Linked DNA regions of Mus musculus: region 2 is linked to region 1. A link is a contact called in public Micro-C data. All regions are on one chromosome and are shown on one strand. Each heading gives the region's core, a stretch centred on a gene start, on an enhancer-like site or on the middle of the called end of the contact. The rest is flanking DNA. Distances are from core to core; before and after follow the strand shown. Region 1 holds the start of Ltv1 (LTV1 ribosome biogenesis factor). Region 2 has its middle 13 kb from the start of n-TLtaa3.

The links. A called contact is a pair of places that touch in the nucleus more often than the background predicts.
Region 2: a Micro-C map of embryonic stem cells shows a contact between it and region 1, with 3 times the contacts expected there. The contact joins the enhancer-like site here to the promoter of Ltv1 in region 1. A contact is called at or near these places in 4 of 39 promoter capture datasets (hematopoietic stem and progenitor cells, liver and pre-B cells), 1 of 484 Hi-C or Micro-C datasets (embryonic stem cells) and 1 of 9 other capture datasets (adipose tissue).

What each region holds. Positions count from the first base shown.
Region 1 is chr10:13,190,882-13,196,318 of GRCm38.p6, forward strand. It overlaps Ltv1 (LTV1 ribosome biogenesis factor), which reads right to left and starts at 2,256. Exons shown (of 11, transcript NM_181470.4): 1 at 2,147-2,256; 2 at 1,227-1,358. The coding sequence starts at 2,149.
Region 2 is chr10:12,906,620-12,912,056 of GRCm38.p6, forward strand. No RefSeq gene overlaps it. Among named protein-coding and RNA genes, the nearest start is that of n-TLtaa3, 13 kb to the right of the region's middle. Within about 2 kb of position 2,797, at least 8 of the 459 cell types and tissues checked have an H3K27ac peak or open chromatin away from gene starts, as enhancers often do. A contact at or near this core is called in embryonic stem cells, where this site is marked.

The DNA of each region.
Region 1 (5,437 bases), core at 1,006-3,505:
AACATAGTGCTACATACAATTATAACAGAATGACAACAAGCCAGGCTGAGGCAGGCCATTAGAACCCACCAACGTATGGTATGACAAGCCTGAAAAACGCAGACCTGGTCTCAAAGACAAAGTGAAGCAGGAGCACATACACATAACACGAGTGAGAACGAGTCTTTCTTTCTTTTTTTTTTTTAATTTTTTATTAGGTATTTAGCTCATTTACATTTCCAATGCTATACCAAAAGTCCCCCATACCCACCCACCCCCACTCCCCTACCCACCCACTCCTCCTTTTTGGCCCTGGCGTTCCCCTGTACTGGGGCATAGAGAACGAGTCTTTCAACTAGACAATTCTGCATGGCAAATCTAGGTAAGAAATATATGTAACATACACTCAAAAAATGTCACTGGAGGCTTAGAAGAAAAGATTTGGAAGCTTTGACAGTAAGTATAGTTTCTTGTACTTATACCCAAAGAAAGCTTTTCATGAAGTGGTGTAATGGGTGGCTTTAAGGAAAAGTTAAAGGGAGGCAAATGCCTCGAAATACTTAAAACGTTTTTTTACACTTTTAATGAGTGTGTATGTGCAGCTAATACACACAGAGGACAAAAGGGAGTAGCAAAACCCCCGGAACAGTTGTTATAGATGGCTGTGACTCTACATATGGGTGCTGGGAACCGAACCTGGGTCCTCTGCAAGAGCAGCAAGTACTTAAACACTGAGCCATCTTTCCAGCATCCCCCAAAATGTTTCCATTATCCATCTTTAACAAGTGTGATGCTAACATAAACCAACCTACTCACGGCCCCTCTAGGATTGCCAAAGCTATCCATGAGCTTGGATGTTCTGTATTTCATGACATGAGAGACGAGGGGGCAAATGGAAGACTACTGTAATATGGGGGAATCCCAAGAGAAAGCAGAGACTGAGCATACCGCCATAGCCTAAATAATACTGTGCAGATGGAGGCTGTGAACTAGTGAACTTGACTAATATTCTATAAGATCTCTTTATTTAATAATCTCAAAGATGCTTTAGCCTGTCAATCAAAATAAATACACAACATCAAACATCAGCACAGAAACTGGAAACTGAGTCACAGCTCTTTTTTTTATTTTTTTAAGAGGACCAACTTCTGAGAATGCCCGGCATGCTTAAGTTCCCTGGGTTCCATGTTCAGGACTACAAAACTACCATTCACCTAAAAACGTAGTGGCTCCAGAACAGGACCTACCTTTTGTGTAGGCAAGAGAACCCTCTGGGGTGCAGTTTCATCTGCGGCTAAAGGATCTCGCTGGCTCCGGTGGACCAGGTGAAAAGACACAGCTTTCTTCTTCTCTATAAAGGGCTTTTTCTTTCTGTGAGGCTACAAAATAATCAGGAAAGGTCAATAAAACAGAACCCCCACACAGTGGGCAACGCCACAGCCACAGGTACACTCAGTTAAGCATGTGGAGGGTGAACAGATATTTCAGATTTGTACACCTAAGCCAGACAGGACAGGAGTCCCTGTCTCCTGAAGGATCCATACTTACCTTCGCCAACAAACCCTGGCTAGGCACCTACTCTGAGACACTTGTTCAAAGGTGCTGGGGAATATGTGGGGCAGTGTGAGAAACTCTCCGCTCTTAGCAAGTAAATCAGTAAGAGGGAAAATCAAACAGGATTTTCAAATCAAAAGCAAATGCCTGAAGTCTCTCTTAATGGGTGCTCTGGGAAGGTCCCCGAAAAGTTTTATCAACAAGACAAGGAGCCTGCCACAAGAAAATATAGACAGACACTTCATCTACAAGGTAGTAAATAAGATTAGGGCACAGACAACTAAGGTTCAGATGATTTACTCCTCGATACATTCGTATTTGCTCTTCAGCTCTGGGTCTAACCAGAGTTGCTACCCAGTGGCCCAAGTGAACCCCGGAAGCAGGGGGCGGAGCTTCTGCGTCACAGGGACGGAGTTACCCAAAGCCTTCAGGACTGGAAACTCCGGGCGTTTGGCGAAAGGGAAACCTTCTTTCTCCTTCCGAAGTGCCCCGGGGGTGACGAAGGTGACTGGTGCCGGGAGAGTGACAGGACTCGGGGCACCAAGCCACGCGGCCAGTGGCCTAAGTCAGCCGCAGGGAGCGGCTCCCTCCCGGAGCACCGCGGTTTTCTCACCATGATGAGGCAGGGACACCCTCTCCGGAACCGCGGCAGCCGAACCGCCGCTCCCCGGTACCTGCCGGCAGCTCCACACGTGGGTCCACAGGGCTAGGGCAGCACGTCACACGATGGCGGGGCAAGGAGCCAATCGCCGGCGAGCCGCTAGGCTGTAGCCGGAAGTTGCGTGAGCCCGCGGTGACAGAACCTTCCCGGGGACTTCCGGGAGGTGGGGCTAGCAGGACCTTCAGTGGGCGGGGCTTTCTGGCTGGAGTTGGTGGCGGCAGGGAGTAGCCTACTTACCTGAGGGCAAGTTTCAGGTTCCAACCTGGGGCTTCAGATATTCCTTACCTGTGCTTAACTCAGAACAAACAAAACAAAAACAATCAAAAACAAACGAAAACAAGACCAAGGCTGTGCAGGTTCATGACAGGAAAGTGGTCACTTCCCTGGCTTCTTCTTCTTCTTTTTTTTTTTTTTTAATATGTTTGTTTGTTTGTTTGGTTGTTTGGTTGTTTGGTTGGTTGGTTGGTTGGTTTTTCGAGACAGGGTTTCTCTGTGTAGCCCTAGGCTGTCCTGGAACTCACTCTGTAGACCAGGCTGGCCTCAAACTCAGAAATCCGCCTGCCTCTGCCTCCCGAGATTAAAGGCGTGCTCCACCACTCCCTGGCCTTCCCTGGCTTCTTGACCTAAGGGGAATCAGTTGCCTAGCAATGTCCAACCAAGGCCTAGCTTCAATAGGCAGAGTCTAACATCTTTAGGGTTTTCGTATTACATCTTTTTGATGAACAACTCCCAACCGTACCTTTAGCACAGTCCATAAGTGTTGGTATTCTGTCTGGACTCCACCCCCACAGATACCTGGCAATTGCCAGGTATTCGCTGCCCCACGGTTACCTGGCAACAGCCAGGTAGACCTGGCCCTATAAAAGGGGCTGCTTGTCTCCCCCTCTCCCATCCTCTCTCATTTGCCTTTCTTTTGCCTCTTGCCCTCTTGCTCCCCATTCCCTCCCCCCCTTGCTCCATGTGTCATGGCCCGCCTCTACTTCACTACTCTCTCCTTCTCTCTGCCTTTCTCTGCCTCGTCTACTTTCTTAACTCCCCTCTCCATGCCCTGAATAAACTCTATACCCCCTTCTCCCAGACCCCGCCAGAACTTATCGTAATAGCTCTTTCTCTTTTTATGATCACAACACTAAGATTATTGGTTTTAGGGGCATTTGATGTAATAAAATAAATTCCGAAGCTCTGATGATTGCATATTTTTTTAAGATGAAAACTAATAAAAACCCAAGGTGGTTTTTTGTTTTTGTTTTTTGAGACAGTGTCTCATGTAGCCCAGCCTTCTGTCCAACTTGAACTACGTATCCTCCTACTTGCATCACGCTAGTGTTGGGCGTATTCGATGTGTGTGATGCTGAAGACTGAAGCCAGCCAGGGCTTCCTGCATGCTCGGAGAGCACCCTAACACGTTTTCTGTGACTACATCTCCATCCCCCAAGTTGTTGCTCACATATTTTGTGGTGCCTTAAGCAAATAGGATTTTAAGTGTAATTTCTTAGGAAGATTTCCGTCGGATGCTGGAGAGGAGCGTGATGAAATAATCCAACATTCTATCAGTAGACGCTTGCTTTCTCATTCCCAATTGCTAGTGGTTTTTTTTTTTTCTTCAATGTCTTGAGTTCTGTTGAAATGTCTCTATAATTATAGCCAAATATTATCATTGTAAATGTTTGTGGGCTACTGTTCTTTTTCTACAAGAAAAATAATGGAAATAGTTTAGATCAGAACCACACGTTTTGTCATGAGAAAATGTTTTGTAAAGTACATATATAGTTTAACATATCTTTATGCTAACTAGCCATCATTCTTTGCTATTTGAAAGCAAGATTTATATGGGAAGCACCAGGCTCAGTTCAATCTGTTTTATTTACTACTGGATCTAGTTCTTGATACACACACCCAATAAATATTTGTTTATGGGAATTAATGATTTGGCATTCTACCTGAATAACCAATTTCCCCACTATGACTCTGTGAGAGAGGGGCTATTAGGTGCCCTTATGAGCATTTTTACTGCAACCCAAAATTCCCAGAAGAAAAAGCCATATTTGTGTTGAAGATTTTAAATGACTAATTAGAACTTCATGATTGTGGAAAGTTGGAATGTTGCCTATATTCAGTACCCCCTTAGTAGCTAACTCATTGTCCTCCTCTGGGTCTGACCTGGCAACCTTTTGGCTATTAGGTAAAACATTTGACATGTATTCTTGCAACCACTGTTTCCACCAACCCCAAAGCTAAGAATGACATCAGCTAACATCCCAAACCACCGCAGAGTTGTCCCAGCACTACTGCAACCTGTCTACCTGTGATAGCCCAGCAGTGTATTTGGAAAATGCATTTATTTATGATTGTTTATGGGTTGTTGTTTTTTTTTTTTTCCTGAGACAGGGTTTCCTCTGTGTATCCCTGGCTGTGGTACTCATTCTGTAGATGAGGTTATCCTCAAACTCAGAGATCATCCTGCCTCTGCCTCCTGCGTGCTGGGATTAAAGGAGTGTGTCAAGCCAGCCTAAAGACCTTTCGTTTCTTTTCTTTTTCTTTTTTTAAGGTGTACTTTCTTTAAGATTTATTTATTTATTTATTTATTTATTTTTTTAATGCATATGAGTACACTATAGTTTCTTCAGACACAGTAGAAGAGGGCATCAGATACCGATACCATTATAAATGGTTGTGAGCCACCATGTGGTTGCTGGGAATTGAACTCAGGACCTCTAGAAGAGCAGTCAGTGCTCTTAATCTCTGAGCTATTTCTCCAGACCTCTTTTCTATTCTTTTTCTTTCCTTTCCTTTTCTTTTCTTTTCTCTTTTCTTTCCTTTTCCTTTCTTTTCTTTTTCTCTTTTCTTTTCTTTCCTTTTCTTTTCTTTCCCTTTCCTTTTCTTTCTCTCTCTCTCTCTCTCTCTCTCTCTCTCTCTCTCTCTCTTTCTTTCTTTCTTTTAATTCTTTTTGAGACAAGCTCTCAGTATGTGGCTGTCCAGGAACTTACTATGTAAGACAGGCTGATCAACCTGCCTCTGCCTCTGGAGTGCTGGGGTTAGATGTATAATTCTTTAAAGAAAAAGAAATAATAGAAGTTCACATGTCCTCTTCCACTTCCACGGTTAATCGGGGCAATTGGAATCCGTTCCTGGATGTGGCACTCACATTTGGAATAAGGGTGAACTTATTTCTCCCTGAGATGAGAGATATGTTTCGTATCAGCATGAGAGATACTAAAAAACAAGGTATCAAAAAAGAGACTT
Region 2 (5,437 bases), core at 1,547-4,046, 280 kb before region 1:
TTTCTGCATGCATATATGTGCACCATGTATATGCCTGGTCAGAAGAGGGCATTGGATCTCATGAAATTGGCTTTATGGATGGTTGTAAACCACCGTGTGGATACTGGGAATCAAACCTGGAGTCCTCTGTAAAAGCAGCAGGTGCAGTGAACCCCTGAGCCTTCTCTTCAAAGCCAGATTTGTCTTATTTTTAGTAATGTTGTGTGTGTGTGTGTGTGTGTGTGTGTGTGTGCGCGCGCGCGCGCGCGAGTGACAGGTGGCTGTAGGCTTTTGGAAGAGCAGTATGTGACCTTAACCACTGAGCAATCTCCCCAGCTCAACTAACATATTTACTAGCTGTTACAGGAATGTAGGAATGTTTCCTAGCTCAGTCAACTTTAAATGTTAATTTTCAACTTAAAATCATCTGAAGGAAAATAGAATTTGGTTGAAACAATCTGAAAACCCCCAAAATTATTTTTTTTGTGTTTTGTTTATGATTAGTTTTGGCCATCTAAGAACTGACTATAAGTCAGTAATTTAGAGGGCTGGAGAGATGGCTCCATCCATGCCTAAGAACCTTTGCTACCCACTCTTCAGAGAACATGAGTTCAGTTCGCACCACCCACACCAGACAGCTCACAACCACTGTAACTGCAGTTCCAGGGTATCCGAAGCCCCCTTCATTTAGATCCCAGCATTTTCCACCAAAATTTTCTTATATAGCAAGCAAGTAGAAGATGGAATTTGAAAAGCAGTTAAAATTAAGAACACAGGGATGTGGTGGCAACCCACCTTTAATCCCAGCACTCGGGAAGCAGAGGCAGCTAGATCCACTGAGTCATCTCTCCAGCCCTAGAAAACCTATCTTGAAAAACAAAACAAAAAACAAACAAAAAAGAGAACATGTCCTATCTTTGAGCCAGTATGGGGGTGTATGTCTTTATTGTCAGCTCTCAGGCAGGCAGAACTCTGAGTTTGAAGTCATTCTGGTCTATAACGAGAGTTTCAGGACATCCAGGGCTATTATACCTCAAAAAATATAAACAAACAAATAAATAAATAAATAAATAGGAAAGAAAGCAGAAGCAGAGAAGATTATCATAAAATATTCTGACCAGCCAAGATTTCCCCCAAGAGCCTGTGAGGTGTTCCCTAATAACAAACCAAGAAACTAATGCAGCAGAGAAATAAAGGTCGTCTGAAGCAAGCCTTTGCCACTGCAGAGGAATGATGACTGTTTCACCTCAGTCTGGCACATTCTGTGAATAAATATAGCATTAGATTTCTGTCTCTTCTGCCCATTAGGTCCGTTCAAGCTTCTTATGTGACCCATTTTTTAAATCCATCTACCTGATAGGGGAAGATTCAGAAAATATTGCTTTCTGCCAAATAGAAAACAAATTTTAGCACAGCCTCTCCTACTTTGCCATGCTCACCTCCTGTTCCTTTTCAAGAGAATAAATAATTACAGTGATTTATCTTTGGGTCTGGAGGAGTCAACTTTGGGGCGAAGTAGATAAACTGGTTAAATATATTTAGCAAGTGATCACCCAGGGACCAGCAAACAGATAAAAAGAAGAAACCATTTCTTCGTGATTAAAGAAATGTGCAAACACTAAGTTCTAACAAAGTGGAAATAAATACAGAAACTATAAATGGGAATGAGGGGTAAAGACAGTAAGTTTTCCAAGTTCTGAACGTCTATCCTGATTCCCCCATCCCTTATCACCAGGAGAGCAGTCCAGTTTCTCAGGTACCCTGCTGGTCTCAATTTCTAGACTTCCCCAGGTGGTAAGAGTCCAGCGGAGCACATATTGCTCTGGCCTCAAGGCCAATGTGAACACTGAAGCTAGTAGTGGCTGTGGCCCCCTTTTTCCTTTAGATGACTGTCAGGCCTCTGGTAAGACTCCTGCTTTCCATCGTTTTCTTTCTCCTAGCACAGATGGGGATTTGATTGCTAGTTGGCCTTTTACCTAAGATCTGGAGAACAGACTGGCAATCAACTTGTAAACCATCCCTTGTGCTGGGGTTTACACCTACAGCTTGCACGTGCCTAGCAATTCCATGCAACTGAGTTATCGTTCCAGCCCAAATAAATTGCTTGTTTTTGTTGATTAGGTGTTATTTTGCCATTTGACTCTCTATGTAGTCAAGGATGGGCTTCGGCTTCTAGTGAGAGTGGTAGCCCATTCCTTTAGTCTACCAGTCAGGAGGCAGAAGCAGGAGGATCTCTGTGAGTTTAAGATCAGTTTGCTTTATACAGTGAGTACTAGGCCTCCTAGGGCTGCATTGTGAATCTCTATCTCAAAAAAAAAAAAAAAAAAAAAAGCAGGCAGCAGTTTTCCTATGTAATCCCCTACAGTAGGCTGGGCTCTTTGGTGATGCAGGTGCCTTTAAGTCCACACTACTGTAAGTAATCTCTTACCTATAGTTCAATGAGTAACTGGATGTTGGGTATCATTACTTCGGTCTGTTGGCTGTGCCCTAGCTGCAGTGAGCAGACTAGATGTTTACTCCCACAGGAATCATGTCAAACACAGACACACAGACTCATACATGCAAATCCTGTCTCAGAAAAAACAACAACAACAACAAAACCAAAGCAGGCAGCAGAGTACTTATGGTCAGTTTCTGGCTCTTCCTGAGACTAGTGAGTTGTTACCTTTCCTCTTCACAAACCTTTAAAATCTTCCGAAGTAGTTTTGTCCTTTGTTTTTGTTTCTTTGTTTGAGACAGGGTCTCAGTGTGTTGCCTGGGTGGGTCTGGAGCTTATTATGTAAAGCAGGCTGATCACAAATTCCCAGAGATCCTCCTGCCTCTACCCCTGACTGCTGGCTTTAAAGGAATGTGGAACCCTGCAGCTACAAACTTTGGAAGTCTTAAAGGATTTTCTCTCCAGAGTGAAATGCTCCAGTTTGCAGGAAATTGCTATACAAGAGAATGCCCACAAACCTGATTCTATAGGCTCCCATGCATCTGCCAGACTAAGTGTAACACACACACACACACACACACACACACACACACACACACACACACTTAAATATCAGCCTGTTGCTCCTAGAGCCATAAGGAGCAAAATAAGATTAAACCAAGAGTACGAGAAACTGATGCAATTGGGAAATCGGGCAAAGCATAATCTAAGACAATGATGAAAACCAATAGATACATAATGTATAAGGTCATCAGAGGCAAGTATGCTTCTGCTATACATACTTGTTATATGATATATGTAATATATATCATAAATAATATGTCAAATAAAATATATAGCAAATGATATTGTTAGGGTCCAAAAGTTGCTGAAGGAAGACCTCGGGCTCAAGCAGTATGCAAAAGCAGAGAGCGTTCATTCAGCTGAGTCTCCTGCATGCAGGCAAGGCTCTCCCTAGTTGGGAATGGAGTTACCTGGTGCAGGCTTAGCTTTTATTGTCAGTCAGGGGAATTCCAGGGAGGGCTTTGTGTCCTTTTACCTTGATTGGTTAGCTCTATCTTTAGAGGTCTGACTGACTCTATAATTGGTTAGGCTCTGGAGACTTCCCAGGGGGTGGCTTACTCATTCTAGCTACCTATTCTTACTTCAGGCCAGATGACAACATGTCCTTGGAGTGGCTGCCTGAAGCAGTGGTTGGATTCCCAGGAGTTCCAAGGGCTCTGGCACTCAGTCCTCTCAATATTGTATTATATGATATACACACGCATGTGTGTGTGTGTGTGTGTGTGTGTGTGTGTATCAACATACAGATTGCTATACAAACATGTAGATGCTACAGAGTTTCAGGACAGCCAAGAAACCTTGACTTGAAAAAACAAAAAACAAACACAGGTATCCCCATGAGATACAGACAACACTCAGAGGCCCTCTTCTCACCTTCTTTATTTTTAATTTCTGATGTTCTCGGGCATTTCACCAGCCTCACGTAATCTGTGTTGGCTCCAATTTACTATGTAGCAGAGGATAATCTTGTCCTTCTGTCCCAGTTTCCTTCTCCCACGTGCTCAGATGGTAGGCATGCATTACTACACAGTTTTTGTTTGTTTGGGTCTAGGGATCAAACCCAGGGCTTGGTGCGTTCTGGGGTTAGTATCTGACCAACTGAGCTACATCTCCAGCTCTCTTAGATTGTCTTTTTTCTCTTTTTTCCTTTTTTTGGCTTTTATTGCCACATGTAAGTTCATGACTCTTATCCTGTCTTTCTAGCCTCTAGCCTGCATATTTAATCTTTGAGGAAAGCAGAGAATAGGAGATCCCAGGACAGGGCTGCACTATTGGGATGACATCCTGCACTGTCCCTGTAGTGTTCTCAGAAACTTTCAGACAGACACATACCCAGGCTGTTGTCTGTTTTGCCTGATGCCTTAATGCTGATACTGTTGGCTGTGTTTTCAGTCTGATACAATTTCTTCACGGTTGATATTCAGGTAGTTGGATTGAAGATCTGATAGTGCCCTTATATTGCATGTCAGTTTCAGAGTAGAATTGAGAGGACACATGATTTAAAAAAAAAAAAAAAGACTAAGAGAACTAAGAGATGGATGTAGTTCGGTGATAGAGTGTTTAGCATGCACAAGGTCCATCCAGCATTGAGATCACAGGGTCCAGGGTGGGGCAGGGAACAGCTATGTCTTAGCATGGGGCACATGTAGTGAGTTTTTGGATTGCTTCTAGTAATACTAAAATTTATACTAGTCCTTATTCCCACCAGGTAGAGCTAGCAAGAGCTGCAAGTGAAGAATCGCCTAAGACTGACTTTCTTTCTTTCTTTCTTTCTTTCTTTCTTTCTTTCTTTCTTTCTTTCTTTCTTTCTTTCTTTCTTTCTTTCTTTCTTTTTCTGTGTATCTGTTCTCGTGGATTCACTGGGGCTCGGACTGCTAGCGCTGAGTGGCGCTGTGGTTTAGAAAGACTTAGGAAGAAGCTTTTCCTAACTCACTTTTCCTGGGTCTTCCATCTTCGTGGTGTAATTGATGTTAAAATGGCAGCCATCGTTTTCGATGTAGGAACAGGCAAAGAGCATGCGCACGAAGTCTTTCTCGGCTTCCCCTGGAAGCTGTTCGGCAATACTTCTCCTGCCTGGTCACTCACCAGGATCTATTTTCATGGCTGCTGGGAGCTAAAAGAAAAAAGTGGGGCAACGCAGCCTTCTTCCTTGGCTTGGTGTTTAAACACAGTGCTTAGATTTCTATCGAAGAAAAGGAGGGTAGACGGGAGAGGGAGAGACAGAGAACAGTCTGGTCATTATTTTCTAAATAGTTGTGGGATGGGGGTGGGGAGGAGAGCAAAACGTCTAGATTTGTTTGGTGGTGACAGGGAATAATGATGCTACTTTTGTACGGGAGGTTTTGTGGAGAACTGCTTGTCTGAATTCCGTGAAAGCATGCTCACATCTCAGGCACTTCACCAGCCACATTGTTCAGAGGTGGTGGTAGGCAGGCTGAGCCCCCAGCCGTGGATCCC